2 separate regions of the Ovis aries genome follow, and region 1 is linked to region 2. A link is a contact called in public Hi-C data. All regions are on one chromosome and are shown on one strand. The core of a region is the stretch at or near the end of the contact, and the rest is flanking DNA. Distances in the headings are between cores, read along the strand shown.

Region 1 (3,480 bases), core at 459-2,958, 270 kb after region 2:
TCCCTGGGCTGGGAAGATCCCCTGGAGAAGGAAATGGCAACCCACTCCAGTATTCTTGCCTGGAGAATCCCATGGAGGGAGGAGCCTGGTGGGTTACAGTCCACGGGGTCGCAAAGAGTGGGACACGATATGGGGATTAAAAAACCAACCAAAGTGAACAACTCAAACAAACCCCATCTTATTGATTAGGTATTAGAGGTTAGGGAGACTATTAGGAAGGAAAAATATTAAGGACCTTATTAGAGCTGCCAGAAAAAATACAGGACAATCAGATAAATGTGAATTTCAGCTGAACACTATTTTTTTTAAGCATAGGTATATCCCAAGTATTGCATGAGTCATACTTACGCTAAATAAATTATTCATCGTTTATCTAAAATTCAAATGTAACTGGGTGCCAGGTATTCTTATTTACAAAATCTGGCAGGCTGGACATGACTGAATTAGGTAAGAAACCTCTTACCCTGCACAGCCAACCACCTTCAGAATTCAAAAGAGCCTACTGTGTTTCCTGAATATTCATTGGAAAGACTAAAGCTGAAGCTGAAACCCGAATACTTTGGTCATCTGATGTGAAGAGCTGACTCATAGGAAAAGACCTGATGCTGGGAAAGACTGAAGGCAAAAGAAGAGGGCAGCAGAGGATAAGATGGTTACATGGAATCATCAACTCAACTGACATGAATCTGAGCAAACTCCAGGAGATAGTGAAGAACAGGGAAGCCTGGTGTGCTGCAGTCCATGGGGTCACAAAGAGTTGGACATAACTGAGCAACTGAACAACAACTGTGTTTCCAATTCAAACTGCAAAAGTTTCAAGGAAAAGGTTGATCCCACCCTCTCTGTCTTTGCCAAGCAAAGGGCCCAGATGGGAACCTTGCCCGATGTGAGGGATTCTGCCTCCTGTGTACCCTCTGTGGGAGCCTGGTGCAGAGGCTGCTGGGAAAACCAGGGCACTCAGCCCCTTGTCCCTTGGGTCCCTCTGCCCCAGGCTTCCCTCCGGGTGGGGCCCTGTGGTTACAGTGTGGTGACTCTTTGTCTCTGCACCCATGCCACGCCCTGCTTAGTCCACCTGGAGGTGGGGGTGGGGTGAGGGAGAGAAAAAATGGGTTGGAGGAGGAAAAGAAAAGGCTTATCAGTTTAACATTTTTTTTTCTGAGCTGGGTTGTGCTTGGCTGTCCTGGTCTGCAAAACCGTAATTATTACTTTGATGCAGGGTGGCTGCAGATTGTCATTGCCAGGCCTGATTTAATAGCCTGCTTGCACAAAGTCCGACAGAGATTGCTTTTGTTGCACTTTCGAACAGCTCCTGACGGTGGCTCTTTTACGTTAAGGAGGAAACTCTGTGGTTAAACTGTAGCCTAGGTATTTTTAGAGCCGTTACCATGTTAACCGAATTTCGTACATTTCACCTGCAGGATATGTGGTAGTGCTTAGGGCCTTCCCTAAACTCTAACCAAAAATACGTTTTACCAGTTGTTAATGCTGTGCTCAGGACCAACTACTTGCTATCAGAAGAGCTACTCACCAAACATGTGGGCTGCCTAAGAATTCCTTTTTGGATGGGTGGTTCTATGCCATTAGGGAATGTTTTTGCCTTGATACAGAATGATTTGAAGAAACCGAACCAAAAGGCTAAAACTGGTTAGTTCTAAAGGTCAGAGCCTGAAGGCAGTGACCCATTTGTTAATCATTAAGCTTTTCTAAGCCATCTCTGACAGAATTCTGGCTCTCTGCCACTTCTCTGGTCATTTTAAGCTGCAAATTCTTGTACTGTGTCAGTTTTTAAGTAGGTAGCAAAGGTTATGAGAAAGACATCACTTGTTAGTTATTTTTCCTTATCAAACGCCTTTATGGTTTTAGAAAGCAGAGCTGTTCTGTGTTAAGGGAATCTTCTTAACATCCCAGCTATACGCATTTAAAGATGGACCGGCGGGTCCTCTAAAAAGGCAGGGTTTCTAGCTATTATTCCCATGTTAATTAGCTTCCAAAGATAAACAGGAAGTGAGTGAGAGAACACCCACTTAGCCATTAGGTATTAGTTCCCAAATTACTGCTGTCCACAGTGGTTTTCTTCAACAACCCCAGCACTGACACTTGAAGAAACAGGAGCATGATAAGCACAATGTGTTTATCATCTTCTGTCATCAGTTAAAAACTGGAGAAGAGCTTTAAAATATTCTGAATGCATTTTGTGAAGCCCAATGAGGTTCAAGAGGTATGATGTTTCATTTCCAAATTTAATGCCAGTTTATGCTCTAATCTACCTGAATTAAAATTGATTTGTACACCAAAAACCCCACAAACAAAACTAAATTGTATGCAGCCAAGGGACATTAAGCTGCTAAAATACTTGCTATAATATTGAACATGGAATGGTTGTTCTCTATTTCTCAAGGGAAAAAATACAGTCAAATCTTGCTTATCCATAACCCAAACTTCCGGGAGGCTTAAGTATTTGGAATTGCTCCAAACTCTGAACAGGGAGTGGGGAGAGGGATGCAGAGGAAGGCCAGGAGGAGGGAGGGGGAGGAAGGGTAAAGGAGAGGGAGAGGAAGAAAGAGAAAGAGAGAGAATAAGAATCAGTAGAAAGCAAGCAAGTCAGCTTTCAGAAGTAGACCTGAAGCCCTAGCAACACTGAAAAGAGACCTGGAGGTTACATCTGATTGGCTTACCAGCTAGAAGGAATGGTGAGCTATGATTGGCTGGTGATGATGTCTCCAAATAACCAGTCTTTTTCAGGAAAGCAAATTTATGTGGCAGAAGGGACAAGAGACAGAAGAAACAAGCAAGGAGAAAGGGAAGACAACAGGGAAAAATGAATGGCAGATTATTTGTAGCAGAGGTGATGACTAAGACCAAAATGAGAAAAAGAATAACAACACTTATTTATGATAGTGCTTACAAGTTTACAAAGTGCTTTTATGTGTAATCATTAATATTGTCTTTTCAAAGACCTACAGGGCTCCCAGAAGCGAAGTAGCATCCCCCAGGTCATTCAGCTAATCAGAAAAATAGTGAAGGTTTTCTGGTCACAAATCCAACACTTTTGATGCCACACAGGTGTTGTGGAGATGATTCAAAGTTGTCCTGCAGGGCAGAGAGTAGTAAATGCTCTAAATGTAAAAAGGAATCAGAAGCCACATCAGCATGCATATTAGTAGAAAGGTGAAAGGGAGTAGGGGGAGTCGCTGCCCTTCAAGACCTTAGACCTTGAAGGGGATCATCTCTTAGGTATTTGGAAGAGAAGATTATAGTGGTTCAAGTGAGGGTTGTGTCTTGTGTGCTGAGGGCAGCTCTGAATCTATTTCAGGGTGTATCACTGTCTTCTTGCACTTATCATGTAGAGTTGGGTACGTAACTATTACCTCCCACCTCTTGCTTTAAAGGGCTTCCCACATGGCACAGTGGTAAAGAATCTGTCTACCAGTCTAGGAGATATAAGAGATGCAGGTTTGATCCCTGGGTTGGGAAGATTCC
Region 2 (3,693 bases), core at 343-2,842:
TGAACCTACTTGAACAGCTTCAGCCTCAGTTTCCTCATCTGAAAAGCAGAGAGAAAAGCTGTTCCTTCTTTGGAGTGTGGTATGGATTCATTGAGCTGGTACATGTGTAAAGCACACAGCATAAAAGTTGGCAAAACAAAAAGCTATAAAAAGTTTGTTGAAAGGGTGAGTTAGATCAATCAAGTGGATGAACCAGGTGGGTGCAGAGGGGATGGAAAGTAACCTGGTGTTGTCCTGGGATGAGTGCAGAGCCCTAGGCTTTATGTACAGAACTTGCAAATTGGGATTCTACCTGTATTTATAAAAGAGGGTTTGCCAAGAAAATTAGTAAACAAGAGAAATGTTAAACTGTGGAAGAGGGCAAACCTTAGCAGCAGCATTTAGATTTTAATAATGTTTATGCTAATTATTAGTGAATATGTTTCTTCATTAGAGGTTTTCCAAGAGTCTCTAAAGATGGGCATGTCAGTTCTCTGGTTCACTTGACACTACGGCTGTACACGCTCAAACGAAATGAAACCACATTTTGTTTCAGTATTTGTTCTTTCAACTCTTTGGTCAACTTACTCCACCAATAATTTACTTAGTGTTTTTCATGTGTTAGGCACAATGCTAGGCTCCAGGGAGGCTACAAAGAAATATGAGAAGTATTCTTTAAAAGTTTATTAATACATTTATTAATTTAAGTTAAAAGTTTATTAGTAAAATTGTTTTATCATGACACTCATTTTCTTTATTTAAACTTGAACCACCACGGTCCTCTCCTTTATTCTTTCTCCTCCAGTATCAAGGCCTTTTGACAGCTCCGTGTGTAAGATTACACTAGGGTTAAAGTCCCTAGAAGCCAGACACATGGAAGTCAGAAAGTCCCCATCAGGGCATTTCAAAGGGATGGGCTGGAGGCAGGAAAGATAGACGAAGCGCTGGAGAGAGAATGGGGGTACTGAGAGAGAAGGGGGCCAGAGAGAGAGGGATTTCCAGGGAAAGGGTCTGAGACAGGAAAAAGAGGGCAGCAGGAGGCCAGAGGCCAAAAGGGAGAACGGCAACTCACAGGGCACATGTGGGGAGGAGAGGGCCGGGAGGAGAGAACCCTGAGGCACGAGCCGACAGGGAAGGAGGAGACTCAGGGGCCGGAGGTGCTTAGCTGTAATCCCCTCATCCCCCCACACTGAATAAAAATGTTGCTGTTACACATGTGAGGTGAGGGCTTTTTTGTTTCGTGTGGTTTGTGTCTTTAGCCACAGCTAAGAGGAAACCGAGGTGGGGACCAGAGCGAGGAGAAGAGGCTGGGCCTCCAGCGCCACCCCGGCGGGGCCTGTCTCCCTCGGCCTGCGCTTGCGTCTCCTGCTCCAGGAGTCACCGCCCGCAGGCCCTTGGCGACACCAAAGGAGCAGGACTCCGCCATTTCCGTGGCCTGTTGAGGCCAAGCATCCCCAGGCGGATGAGGCTGCCTCCTGCAGGAGTTGGCAGCTGCCTTGAGCTTTGCCAGCGACCGCTTCCCCAAACTGCTTCCTCCTCAGAACCGCTCTGGTGCAACCTTAACGCCACCCTTCCTCTTCCTTCACCTGAAGAGGCAAAGCAGGGTCAGGCCAGAGAGGCTGCCCTCCTCCTTTCTTTCACTTTCTTCAAAGCTCTTTCCCCCTTTCCACGGTCCTGTGTTGTACCTCCTCAGTGCTTTCCTTAAGAGATTCGGGATAAAAAATGCATAACACATCCCAGGCCTCAGAGGCCAAGAAGAAAGAGTTGTGTGTAAATAATCAGTTCACTTTGCTTTGGAGAATGACCAGGCTGGAAGGGCCTGCAGAGTGCGTAATTGTTAGCCAAGAGCTGCGGACCAGAAGGTTGAAAAATTCCACAGCCTGAGCCAAGTGGTCAGATTGCTGGCTGCCTCTATCAGTAAAACTCTGAGGCCAGGTCTGGCCAGCCTGAGCACGGCGGCCATTGTGGTGCGGCACAGTAACCCCACACTGGTTTATCTCTTGGGTTCTGGTTTCAAGGGACAAAATCATTATAGACTGTAGACTTGACAGGAAGCCATATGATTGCATATCAACTTGGGGGCCTTTTAAAAAAATTATGCTTTCAAATATATCTATTTGAAAGATGCTAAGCTATTACGTGTGAAGATTCCCTGGAGGAGGGCATGGCAACCCACTCCAGTATTCTTGCCTGGAGAATCCCATGGACAGAGGAGCCTGGTGGGCTAGAGTCCATGTGGTCTCAAAGGGTCGGACATGACTGAAGGGACAGCAAGCAGGTGGGCACAAGCTATTAAATACAAGAAGTCAGACAATGCCTTTCTGAATCTGGCTCTGCTGTGTATCTCTGGACCCTTCTGAGCTCAGGCTTCCACGTTTCTGTGACTCATTTTTGCTTTGCATTGCTAGACTCAGGATGCTTTTAGGTATTACTCAACTGCCTGGACAGTGCATATTCTGAACAAACTCGTGTAGATGGCATCTGCCCAGTATTTCCAGAGGCTCAGGGCTAACTTGGAGATGATTACATTAAATTCTGCTTCCATATCACGTAATAGTTTGTAAGCACTTTCCCTGTGCAGTATTTCACTGAAGCCTGAAACAACTCTGCTAGATGGGTACGGTGACTTCCCATTTGCTGATGAGGAAATGGAGGTCCAGAGAGGTGAACTGACTACCCGCAAAGTCTTAGAGCTTGTGGCAGGTCCAGATTTCCTGACTTAAACTGTAAACCTTTCCACTTCACCTGCTGCTTGTCAATGACAGAAAACTAAACATGATAAGTAATACAGGTTGAGTGTTTACTGTTTGCCAGACACCATGCTCGGTACTTTAACATGCATTATCTCATTTAGTTTACTAAACAGATACAAGAGAGAGCTGATGCTATTATCCCCATTTTTAGATAAGAGAATTGAGGCTTAGAGGGATTAAATAAATTCCTCATTGTCACCTGAAGTAGTAAAGGGACTGAAATCCAGTGTGTTGGATCCCAGAGCTGGTGTCCCTAACCTCTGACCACTCATGCAGGCAAGATATTAATGGGGCTTCCCTGGTGGCTCAGTGGTAAAGAATCGGCCTACTAATGCAGGAAATGCAGGAGATGTGAGTTTGATCCCTGGACTGGGAAGATCCCCTGGAGAAGTAAATGGCAACCCACCCCAGTATTCTTGCCTACGAAATCCCATGTATAGAGGAGCCTGGTGGGTCGTAGTCCTCGGGATCACAAAAGGGTTGGACATGGCTTGGTGACTAAACAACAACTCCACACACAGCCACAGAGGAAGATACCAAAGCCCTGTTCACCAAGTCCTCTGCAGACAGCAGAGTTAAACTGGTTGCCTGGTGGCCTGGTTTGGGGTGACGGAAGAAAATAGGAGGTTTGGGGACATGGAGGAGAGGATGAGGCTGGCATGGAGAAGGATGCGGGAGGTTTCCCATTCTGAGTGGCCACAGTGACAAGGACTGAAGGACAGGATGATGTTGATGTCACCGCTTCTTTTCAGCCATATGTGCTGTTGCGGTCTTTTTTATAGTGCCACATATGGCACTTTCTTAATTGAATTTTTCATAATAATTGATCTGACCTGTATCATTCTGTTGGCTTTAGCAAAGCAAATTCTGACACATTTTGATATTAGAACTAAAAATATGTTTCCAACCAGCTGAGGAGCCATAAAGCAGGCTGAACTCATACTAATGATAATGTACAATC

Evidence for each region. Hi-C and Micro-C count contacts between places; a contact is called where the count stands out from the background.
Region 1: a contact with region 2 is called in a Hi-C map of liver, with 7 times the contacts expected there. The contact joins two enhancer-like sites. A contact is called at or near these places in 2 of 16 Hi-C or Micro-C datasets (liver and skin fibroblasts).

The regions. Positions count from the first base shown.
Region 1 is chr22:9,789,788-9,793,267 of ARS-UI_Ramb_v3.0, forward strand. All of the region lies in intron 5 of RNLS (renalase, FAD dependent amine oxidase), which reads right to left. Among named protein-coding and RNA genes, the nearest start is that of TRNAG-UCC, 28 kb to the right of the region's middle. Within about 2 kb of position 1,709, at least 23 of the 54 cell types and tissues checked have an H3K27ac peak or open chromatin away from gene starts, as enhancers often do. A contact at or near this core is called in liver, where this site is marked.
Region 2 is chr22:9,515,344-9,519,036 of ARS-UI_Ramb_v3.0, forward strand. No RefSeq gene overlaps it. Among named protein-coding and RNA genes, the nearest start is that of PTEN, 280 kb to the left of the region's middle. Within about 2 kb of position 1,593, at least 16 of the 54 cell types and tissues checked have an H3K27ac peak or open chromatin away from gene starts, as enhancers often do. A contact at or near this core is called in liver, where this site is marked.